Regions from separate parts of the Sminthopsis crassicaudata genome. Here region 1 is linked to region 2. Evidence: chromatin contacts called from public Hi-C data. All regions are on one chromosome and are shown on one strand. The core of a region is the stretch at or near the end of the contact, and the rest is flanking DNA. Distances in the headings are between cores, read along the strand shown. Region 1 holds the start of IVD (isovaleryl-CoA dehydrogenase). Region 2 holds the start of ANKRD63 (ankyrin repeat domain 63).

Region 1 (4,679 bases), core at 889-3,388, 160 kb before region 2:
GCCCGGGCCATCCCCAGCAACTTCACCAATCCCCGAGCGCCTCTGCCTCTGCCCAATCGGTGAGGGGGTGGGGCCCCAGCAGCCTATGAGTGCTCAGGCCCTCCGAATGACTCTCCCCCCAGCCCGAGTTTCCTTCGAGCCAATCAGTGTCCTGGGAAGTGGGCCCCCTCCCCGCGAAGCGCCGGGTGACCGCGGCAGGCGGCGGCGCCCACATCTCGGAATAGCCATTACTAAGGGGAATGATTAGCGCTTCTTGAGACTGTCCTGCCCTTCGTCACTAAAAGAAAATAAGAGCAATTCCCTGGCAAACTGCTCCAGCCTGCAGCACTGCCGCGCACGCCCTTTGGACGCGGGGGAGGCGGTGGGGGCGGCGGCGAAGGCGTCAGTCGGAGAATCTCAGTCTCTTGCCCCATTCTTTTTACAACGCGTAAATAAGATGGTTGAAAGCAAGAAAACAATGACAGCCTGAAATGGTTGTGTAAGGGGACGGAGGAGGACTCTATCAGTCTAAGGTTACAGTTATTTGTTTTTGTTTTGTATTTTGCTGAGACAATCGGGGTTACGAGACTTGCCTGGGTTACACAGCCGGGAACGTTAAGAGTCCGAGAGCAGATTAGTCCCCAGTTCTCCAGATCTCGGACTGGTGCGCTAACCACTGCGCCCCCTAGCTGCCCTCTTATTTGAAATAACAATCGCATTTCGGTAGCGCCTACCAGGTGCCAGGCACTGTACTAAGTGCCTTTTTTTTTTTTTCAGATGTTACCTCAGTGTCTCCTCCCAACAACTTTGGGAGGGAGGTGTTATATTTTTCTCCACCACAGGCGAGTAAATGGAGTTAGACTGAGGTTAAACGACTTGTCCAAGGTGATACACGTAGTGTGTAGGCCTGATTTGAAATGAGATTCTCCTGATCTGGGCCTGGCACTTCACCCATAGTGGTGGTGATGGGCAAAACGTAAACCAGGGCCTAACCCGTAGCGCTGCTGGTTTCGTGGGCAGAAGAGACATCGCCAACCTGCTTTCCTGGGAGGCTACACTCGGGCAGGTGCGGGGCCACGCGGATTGCTGCCCATTGTTCAGTGACAGGCTTTAAAATGACAAAGTTCCCTTTTGTTTGTCAAGGAGATTAGAGTACCCGGACTTAAATCACTGCTTCCCTCTCCTCTCAGCACAATCAGTTGAGAAATTTCCAAGAACATATATGTTTAAGGCCAAAAGGTTTTAGAGTTGAGTAAGAGACAACAGCGAGCTGACAAGTATTAGAGCTTATGGCTGCAGTCCAGCACCAGGATCAGGAGTGCGCTAGCGTTTGCAGCTGCGGGGGATTAGGAGCCCTTCTTGGGTAAAGGTGAGAGTGCAGAAGAGCACTCTTCTTCTCCCTGGATCCCACCAGCTTGGAAGAAGGGAAAACTTGCTGACCCACCTCCCCAACCCAGAAGTCCACGGAAAACTGCAGAGTTAAAAAAGCCTGAAACTTGGCACAGAACCTTCTCGTCCTTTAAGTTCAAAGTCAAAAAATAGGTTGAAAAAAAATGAGCACAGAACAACAAAAAAAGAACTTTGCCACAAAAAGTCACTATGGTGTCAGGGAAGATGTAACTCAGAAGAAGCCATAAATGAAAGCTCAAAGAAAAATCTAATTGGACACAAGCTCAAGAATTATTCCGGGAAAAGGTTGAAGAGAATAAAATTTCTAAGGGGAAAAATTAGCAAAAGAAATAAGGGATGCAAGAAAATAATGAAAAGAGAGTTAAAAGCTAATAAGAGAGACACAAAAGAAATACTGAAGAAAATAACACCTTCTAAAACAAAATTGGCTAATTGGTAAAAGAAGCATAAAAATTCACTAAAGAAAAGAACTCCTTAAAAAACAGAATTGGCCAAATAGAAAAAGAGAGACAAGATTCATTGAAAAAAATAACTCCTTAAAAATTAGAATTGGACAAAGGAAAACTTGAATCCACAAGGCAGCAAGAAATAATGAAGTAAAAAAAAAATGAAAATACAGAAGAAAATGTGAAAACTCTCATTTGAAAAACAATTGATCTGGAAAATAGATTGAGAAGAGAAAGATAATTAAGGAATTATTGAACCACTTGAAAGTGATGATCAAGAAAGAGTCTAGATATTGTATTTAAAGAAAATATAAAGGGAAACTTTCCTGATGTCTTAGATCCACAGGATAAAGTAGAAATTGAAAGAATCTACAAAGAGATCGCAAAATGACAACTCTCAGGAATATTATAACCAAATTTCTGAGCTCCCAGGTCAAGAAGAAAATATTGCAAGCACTCAAAAAGAAACAATTAAAATAACCTAGAGGCACAGTTAGGATCAGACAAGATTTTAGCAGCTTCCATGTTAAAGCAGTGAAGGGTTTGGAATATTGAAGGGATATTCCAAAAACCAAAAGGCCTAGGATTATAACCAAAAATAATCTGCACAGAGAAACCATATATAATTCTTGAGGGAAAATGTACATTTAATGAAATAGAAAAAAAGAATTAATAACTACATTATGCTAAAAAATATCATAGGCAATAGAATGATCTAAATTTTTTACAGCATTTTTGTAAAATTACAAATGTTTTTGTCTGATAAAGATCTAATTTCTCAAATATATAGGGAACCGAGTTAATTTTACAAATGTAACAGCTATTTCCCAATTGCTAAATGGTCAAAGGATAAGTTATTTAGTAGTTTCAGTCTTGTCCAACTCTGTGACCCTATTTGTTTTTCTTGGTGAAGATACTGGAATGATTTGCCATTTCTTTCTCCAACTCATTTTACAGATGAGGAAACTGAGGCAAACAGGGTTAAGTGGCCAGAAGGTCAGATCTGAATTTGGGAAGATTGATCTTCCTGACTTCAGACCCAGCACTCCATCCACTGTACCACTCAGCTGCCCCAAAGGATTATGTGATCTAGTCCAACCATTGTCTTCAACACTAAAGTGATTCAGGCCAATTCCAATAGATTTGTAATGGAGGGAGTAATTGACATCCAGAGAGAGGACTATGAGAACTGAATATGGATCACAACATAGTATTTTCATCTTTTTTGTTGTCTGCTTGCTTTTTTTCCTATTTTTTTTCTTTTTGATCTTATTTTTCAACATGATAAATATGGAAATATATTTAGAAGAAAAGCACATGTTAAACCTATGTTGGGTTACTTGCTGTCTAGGAGAGGGGAGAGGTAAGGGAGAGAAAAATTTGGAACAAGTTTTGCAAGGACGAATGTTGAAAACTATCTTTGCATGTATTTTGAAAAATAAAAAGCTATTATTTTTAAAGTGCTATAAACTGAGTGCATATTTAAGAATAATTTTCTTTTTTTGGGAGGGGGGGAAAGGTGATACTCCTAATATGGAAAAATGATTACACATGTATAACTAATTGCCATCATTTAACTTGCTTAAACATGTGGAAAGTATGGGAAGAAGAGAATTTGGTACTTAAAATTTACATAGAAAGTAATGTTAGAAAAAAAAGTAATAAAAACAAATTTTTAAAAATATTTTTTAAAAAACTACCACAAAGGAGGGGTTGGATAGGGCTGCTGACTGTGGGGTCCCTTTAAATGTAAGGTATTGGGAGATCCTCAGTTTTCTAGAGTTAAGGCCCAATAAGCAAACACTGAGCTTGACATTAACAATCTTCTGTGCTGACCACCCTCTGGATGACCTCCTCTGGCAAAATCACACAAGTATGTTCTGAGCTCAGATACTCTCCAGACAAACTCAGTACAAGACCAAGCACCCATGTTCTAGTCATGCTATTCTGCTTTGAATCAAACTTGTCTCATTGTTGCTGTTACCCTGAATTGTCGGGGCTCCAATTTGCGGTGTAATCGCTGTGCAGGTGATCCCTGGACTCTGGCACTTGTGTCTAATTTTCCTCCTCTGCTTGCCAGCCCTTTCCTTCACTTTGTGGATTTTGTTTTGTTTTGGCTTTTTGATGAGATTAATTGGGTTTAAGTAATATGCCTAGGGGCACACAAAGTGCCAAGTGTCTGAGACTGAATTGGAATTCACACCCTCCTGACTCTGGAGCCTGAATTGTATCAACTGGGCTATCAGCCCCATGGTTCCCTCCATTTGAAACTTGTGTTTGATTACTCTGTTGGGGTCCAGCCATCTACAGGTTAGAAGCGAATTTGATTCAGTTGACATTATGGAGGAGATTAACAAAGCCTATGTGCCGTGAATTTTGGGAACCAATCTTTTCTTTTCCAATATTTCAAAATAATGGAGGCTGCAGAATTGTATTAAAAAAATTGAGAATCTCAGTCCTGAAAGTCTAGGCTCTTTGGTATATTTATTATATATGGCAGCTCTTCTGTTAAGGGCTTACCTTAATTGTGCATACCTACTGCTTTCCATCTCTTTCCATTTACCTGGCACCTGAAAATTTCTGTTACCCACAGCTGGACCTATTTGAATTGAGCAGCTTGTCCCTATTTCTTGATTTGCAACTTGCAGTGACTCAAAAACAAAGAAAAGTCTTAGTCAAAGAAATCCAACCCTGTGTTCAAAAAAAAAAGGGGGGGGCTCTTGTTTTTAAATGGCTACCTAGGCTAAGACTAAGAAATCTGAGCCTGATGACCCAGCACCTGGCATTCCATACACTAACAAGAAATCTACCTATTCTGTCTTTTTTTTCTTTATTCTTAAATCT
Region 2 (5,002 bases), core at 2,290-4,789:
TAGTATGCAAACATAAAGTGCAAACAAAATCTGGCATAGGAAGAGTTCCAAATCTGGCTTTAGTCTACCTTTTTAGAAGCATATCTCACCATTCCTGCCTCTTTGACTCTTCTCATGCTTTCTCCCATGCTTGAAAAAAGACCTTTCCCCTGCCACCCATCTCCTGTTGAACTCTCTTCTTTCCTTAGGATCAAAGATTTAGAACTCAAGAGAACCTCAGATGCCATCCAACTCAACCTCTTCAATTTACAAATGAGAAAACTGAGACACAGAGAGGGTAAATGACTTGTCCAAGATTACAGAGATAGTCAGGTTTAGAGGCCCAACACAGGTTTCAAGCTCACCATATTTGATAACTTTATTTTGAAGTAAATTTTTGGGTGTATTTTGGCTCTTTTCTTCACACTTTCATTTAAATTTTATGATGGCCATTTAACATAATTACATATATGGGGTTTGGGGTAGGGGGCTATACCCTGTTTTTTTATTTTTATTTTTAGTTTCAATTTCTCTCCCTCCTTCTATCTTCCTCCTCTTCCCATTGAGAAGGCAAGAAAGATGATATTCATTATACAAATATGAAGTCCCCTCAAATCATATTTCCACATTAACCACAATATGTTATATATCTCCCTATCTGAATATAATTTCTTTCAGTGCAGGGATTATTGCTGACTTCATCTTTGTATCCTGGACATAGTATTCTGTTTGGAGTGCTTAAAAAAATGTTTATCAAATTGAATGAGATGAATTTGAATGCATATGAGAGTTTTACCTTCTGACAAAATAGAAGGGTTGGGGAGCATTTCTTTATGTTGTGGGATTTCTAAATGTTTGATGATTGTAATACTGAAATTCTATATGAAAAAACAGAAACTTAGAAACATAATATCCTTTGAGCTCCCATTTTATCACATATTTTCTTTAAGTCCAAACCACAGTCTTAACTGGTTTTATTATTGCCATCTTAAGATGCCTCAGGCAACTAGATGGCTCAGTGGATAGAGTTCTGGGCCTGAAGTTCAAATACAACCTGTGACTAGCTGTGATTCTGGGCTGTTTGCCTCTGTTGCCGCAATCTACTGAAGAAGAAAATGGCAAACCATTCCAGTATCTTTGCCAAGAAAACCATAGACAGCTTGGCCCACAGGCTCATGAAGAATTGGACCCAACTGAACAGCAACAAGAAGATGCTTTGAGTTTTATCACTCTGGCTACTCCATTTGTCTGGAAAGCTTTCATAGGGTCATATAATATAAAAAGTGAAAGAGAATGAAGGCCATCTAGAACAACCCTTTTATTTTCAGATGAGGAAAAAGGCCAATGAGGCTGTGTCTTGTCCAATGTCTCAACACAGGCAGGTGGTTTGAATTGCCATCTTCTGATTCCTGAGTCAATGTTTTTTTCCCTACTGTTTTCCACCTATCCAAATCTTTTACCCTTTAAGACCCTATGTAGTTTGGATTCCAACCTCTTTTAGACTTTCCCCACCACCTGTGCCCACCAGTATTTTTTCTTTCCCTTAGCCCCTATTAACACCTATCCTCTCACTTGATACTTGGATTATTAGCCCCCTTTGTCCCTCTATGTGCCTTATCTCCTCACCTAAGCCATAAGTTCCCTGAGGACAGATAAGGACCTGTCTTTTACCTCTCTATACCTCTATGCTTATTTGTATAGTTATCCCCCTCATTGTTGTTCAAATAGTTCAGTTATGTCCCATCCTTTGTGACCCCTTTTTGGGGTCACAAGATATTGGAATGAGTTACCATTTTCTTTTCTAGCTCATTTTAAGGTGAGGAAACTGAGGCAAACAAGATTCAGTGACTTGCCTAGAGTTGCACAGCTAGTAAGTGTGTGAGACTAGTGTGAGATCAGGATTTTCCTGACTCCGGACCCCCACTTTTCCACCTAGTTGCCTACAGATATCCCCCTATTAGATAATAATCTCTCAGGAGTCAGGGACCTTATCCTTTGTCACTTTTGAATTCACAGTACCCCATCCTTCTGAAGGCTGCCAAGTCTTCCCAACTGGACCAAACCTTGTTTGAGAGTGAGATAGTTGTGTTTTACACTTTCCCTTTTCCAGTTTTCCTGAGGGGAAGGAAGTGTGTTCTGGGAGAAGGTTTGGGGTCAGAGAGTGAGGTTCTGAAAGGTTAGTGGTCTTTATAGAAGAAAACAGTGCTTAATGTCTCTATTGCATCCTCCATTTCCTTGCCTCACTCCCATCTCCCTCCCTTCCCTGTTCCTTTAGCAGCCTCTTTCCCAGACCAAGGTTGGGGCTGGGGGGGGGGGGAGAGAAGATTCAAGAAGCTATTTGAGCTTGGAGAAGGACTGTTTTTCCGTTCAGTCGGGAGAAAGGTGTGAGAGGGGGACGGAAACCGGTAATTCTGGATGTATTTTCCTTGACCGAATCACCTGTGGATGCTGTCCTGCTTCCTTACCCTCCAAGACCCTTTTTCTACATAATGTGAAAAGCAGAGATTAAAATGCAGGAACCCAGAAGCTTGGGAGAAACCTAGAGCAGCTAATGTGCTCAAAGAAAGAGGAGGCTTGTCTCCTCCTGCAGCCTGAAGAGAGTCTGTGCGGGGGAGGGCTGGGGGTGTTCAGGCTGAAGGTGTTGAAGGCTGTAGAATTCAGCCGTTTGTGTGTGTGTGTGTGTGTGTGTGTGTGTGTGTGTGTGTGTGTGTGTGTGTGTATGTACATGTACATGCGCTCGCCCTTCAGCGTGTGCCGAAGAAAACCGTATGTGTTCATGAGTGTTAGTTTTCGTGTACTGAGGAGCTTGTGAGTATATGCGAGTGTGGAGATGTCAGTCGACGACTCTGGCGGAGCGCTCGGCAAGCGCACTGAACATTACACCTTTATTCTTTTTCTCAACTATACCCTCCCCCAGCCCCTCCCCGAACAGCTCCAAGTCTCTCAGCTCTTTTCAGTTCTAACTCTGACCTGTTACAACGAACCCAATCCTAGAGAAATGACTTCTCCTTTGGTGACTCAGTTGCCGACAGACGGGTCACTCTCCTAGTCTTCCTAATACAGGGGTGTTGGGTGGCGCTCCCCTGCTCTTCTCAGTCTGGAGGATGGATCTTGCCGCTTGAGGTGTCTGAGTTGTACCCCTCCCCACCCCCAGGCCCTCGGAGGGGGCAGGCAAGGAGCGTGAGGAGGTGGGACTCAGGCGCCGTGCAGTGCAGGCAGAGGGGATGAGACTGGAATCTGGGATTGGAGCTGCTCAGTACCAGTGGCCCCCCACGAGCTGCACCCGCCCCCCGCCCCCGGTTTCACAGCCGCCGTCTCAGCCCCGGCGGAGAGATAGGAGGAGTCGATCCTCGGCTCTGATCCCCCAGTGGGGCGCTGGGCGCCGCTCCCCCGTCCTGGAACCCTCCTTGAGTTCCAGAGGAGACTTGACGATGGAGAGTCCGACTCTACCCTTACCCCCGAGACTGTGAAACCCGGATTCCTGGCGGGTGACTTCGACTGCTCTTGAGCCAATTAATCCCCTAAGTAACTGGCGCCCCAGTGCGGCTTCCCTCTCCACCCCCCTCCACCTCCCCACGAGTGGGAGGAAGAGCAGCGGCGGCGCCACAGCCTGAGGAGCAGCGCTCCCCACCAGCTTTGGAAGAGATCCCATTGCCTCCTCCGTTGTTTCAGCAGGGAAGCTAGAGAGGCTGAAACGGTAGACGCGATCACCTGAATAGCTGCGAGAGGGCCCCAGGTATGGGATTGGGAAACACCTGGGGACAGGAAAAGTAGCGGGGAATCCCAAATAGGGGAGCCCGGGACCTGTGGTTACCTTCTAGTGGACAGCCAGGTATTGGCTGTGAGAGCAGCGTGAAGCAGAAATATCCACGCGTGAAGTCCGGGAGCCAGAGAAGTAGAGAGCGTAGACAAGGAGTCCGAGACCAGTGAGGAGCAAGGGATTCCCCCCTCACAAACAGAAAAACAAGCAACAGGAACTCCAGAAAAAATCTTCGGCTTTGTGGGAAACCCAGGACCTGCGACAGGAGTCCTTGGGCATCTGATTGGCAAGTCCCAAACGCAGGAGCACCAGCTCTGGGCCAAGCCCGCCCACGCGTGGAGCACCAGCAGCAGGCCCGAGGCCCAGCGGTACCTTGAACAGTTCTGAGTGAGACTCCGGAGTAGCTCCGGGGCTCGGAACCCACCTCCCTCAAGCGCCAAGGCCAAGCAAGGGACCGAGGGTATGTTGAAGCCAAAGGATCTGTGCCCTCGGGCGGGCACTCGTACTTTTTTGGAGGCGATGCAAGCTGGCAAGGTGCACCTGGCGCGTTTTGTCCTGGACGCCTTGGACCGTAGCATCATTGATTGTCGGGCGGAGCAGGGACGTACGCCGCTCATGGTGGCTGTAGGGTTGCCGGACCCCACGCTCAGATCCCGCTTCGTTCGGTTGTTGCTGGAACAGGGCGCGGCCGTGAACCTGCGAGACGAGAGGGGCCGCACGGCGCTGAGCCTGGCCTGCGAGCGGGGTCACCTGGACGCGGTGCAGCTGCTGGTGCAGTACAGCGGCGACCCAGAGGCGGCCGATTCGGCGGGTAATAGCCCAGTGATGTGGGCCGCCGCGTGTGGCCACGGCGCTGTGCTCGAATTCCTGGTGCGCTCTTTCCGCCGCCTTGGTTTGCGCCTCGACCGCACTAACCGCGCGGGCCTCACAGCTTTGCAGCTCGCGGCCGCCAGAGGCCATGGGCCTTGTGTCCAAGCGCTCACCGGGCCCTGGGGTCGTGCTGCCGCTGCGGCGGCCGCCCGCGCCCGGGGCTCTACGTCGGACAGTCCCCCAGGCCGGCCCAGTGCTGCGCCCAGCCCCGAGCGTCGCCGGCCTAGCCCTCGCCGCCTTCCACGGCCTCTTCTGGCCCGCTTCGCCCGGGCGGCTGGAGGCCATGGGGGTGAAACAGGCCCCGGGGGCAAAGGCTCGGGCCGGCAGAGATCGTTTGGCAACGAGCGGCCCGAATTTGGCCGCAGCATGAGCTTGGCTCTAGGCTCAGTGACC

What was found. Hi-C and Micro-C count contacts between places; a contact is called where the count stands out from the background.
Region 1: a Hi-C map of hippocampus shows a contact between it and region 2, with 4 times the contacts expected there. The contact joins the promoter of IVD here to the promoter of ANKRD63 in region 2. A contact is called at or near these places in 2 of 2 Hi-C or Micro-C datasets (fibroblasts and hippocampus).

What each region holds. Positions count from the first base shown.
Region 1 is chr2:270,287,906-270,292,584 of ASM4859323v1, reverse strand. IVD (isovaleryl-CoA dehydrogenase) reads right to left here and starts at 2,138. Exons shown (of 12, transcript XM_074289287.1): 1 at 1-2,138. The coding sequence starts at 11.
Region 2 is chr2:270,125,746-270,130,747 of ASM4859323v1, reverse strand. ANKRD63 (ankyrin repeat domain 63) reads left to right here and starts at 3,539. Exons shown (of 1, transcript XM_074289260.1): 1 at 3,539-5,002. The coding sequence starts at 4,202.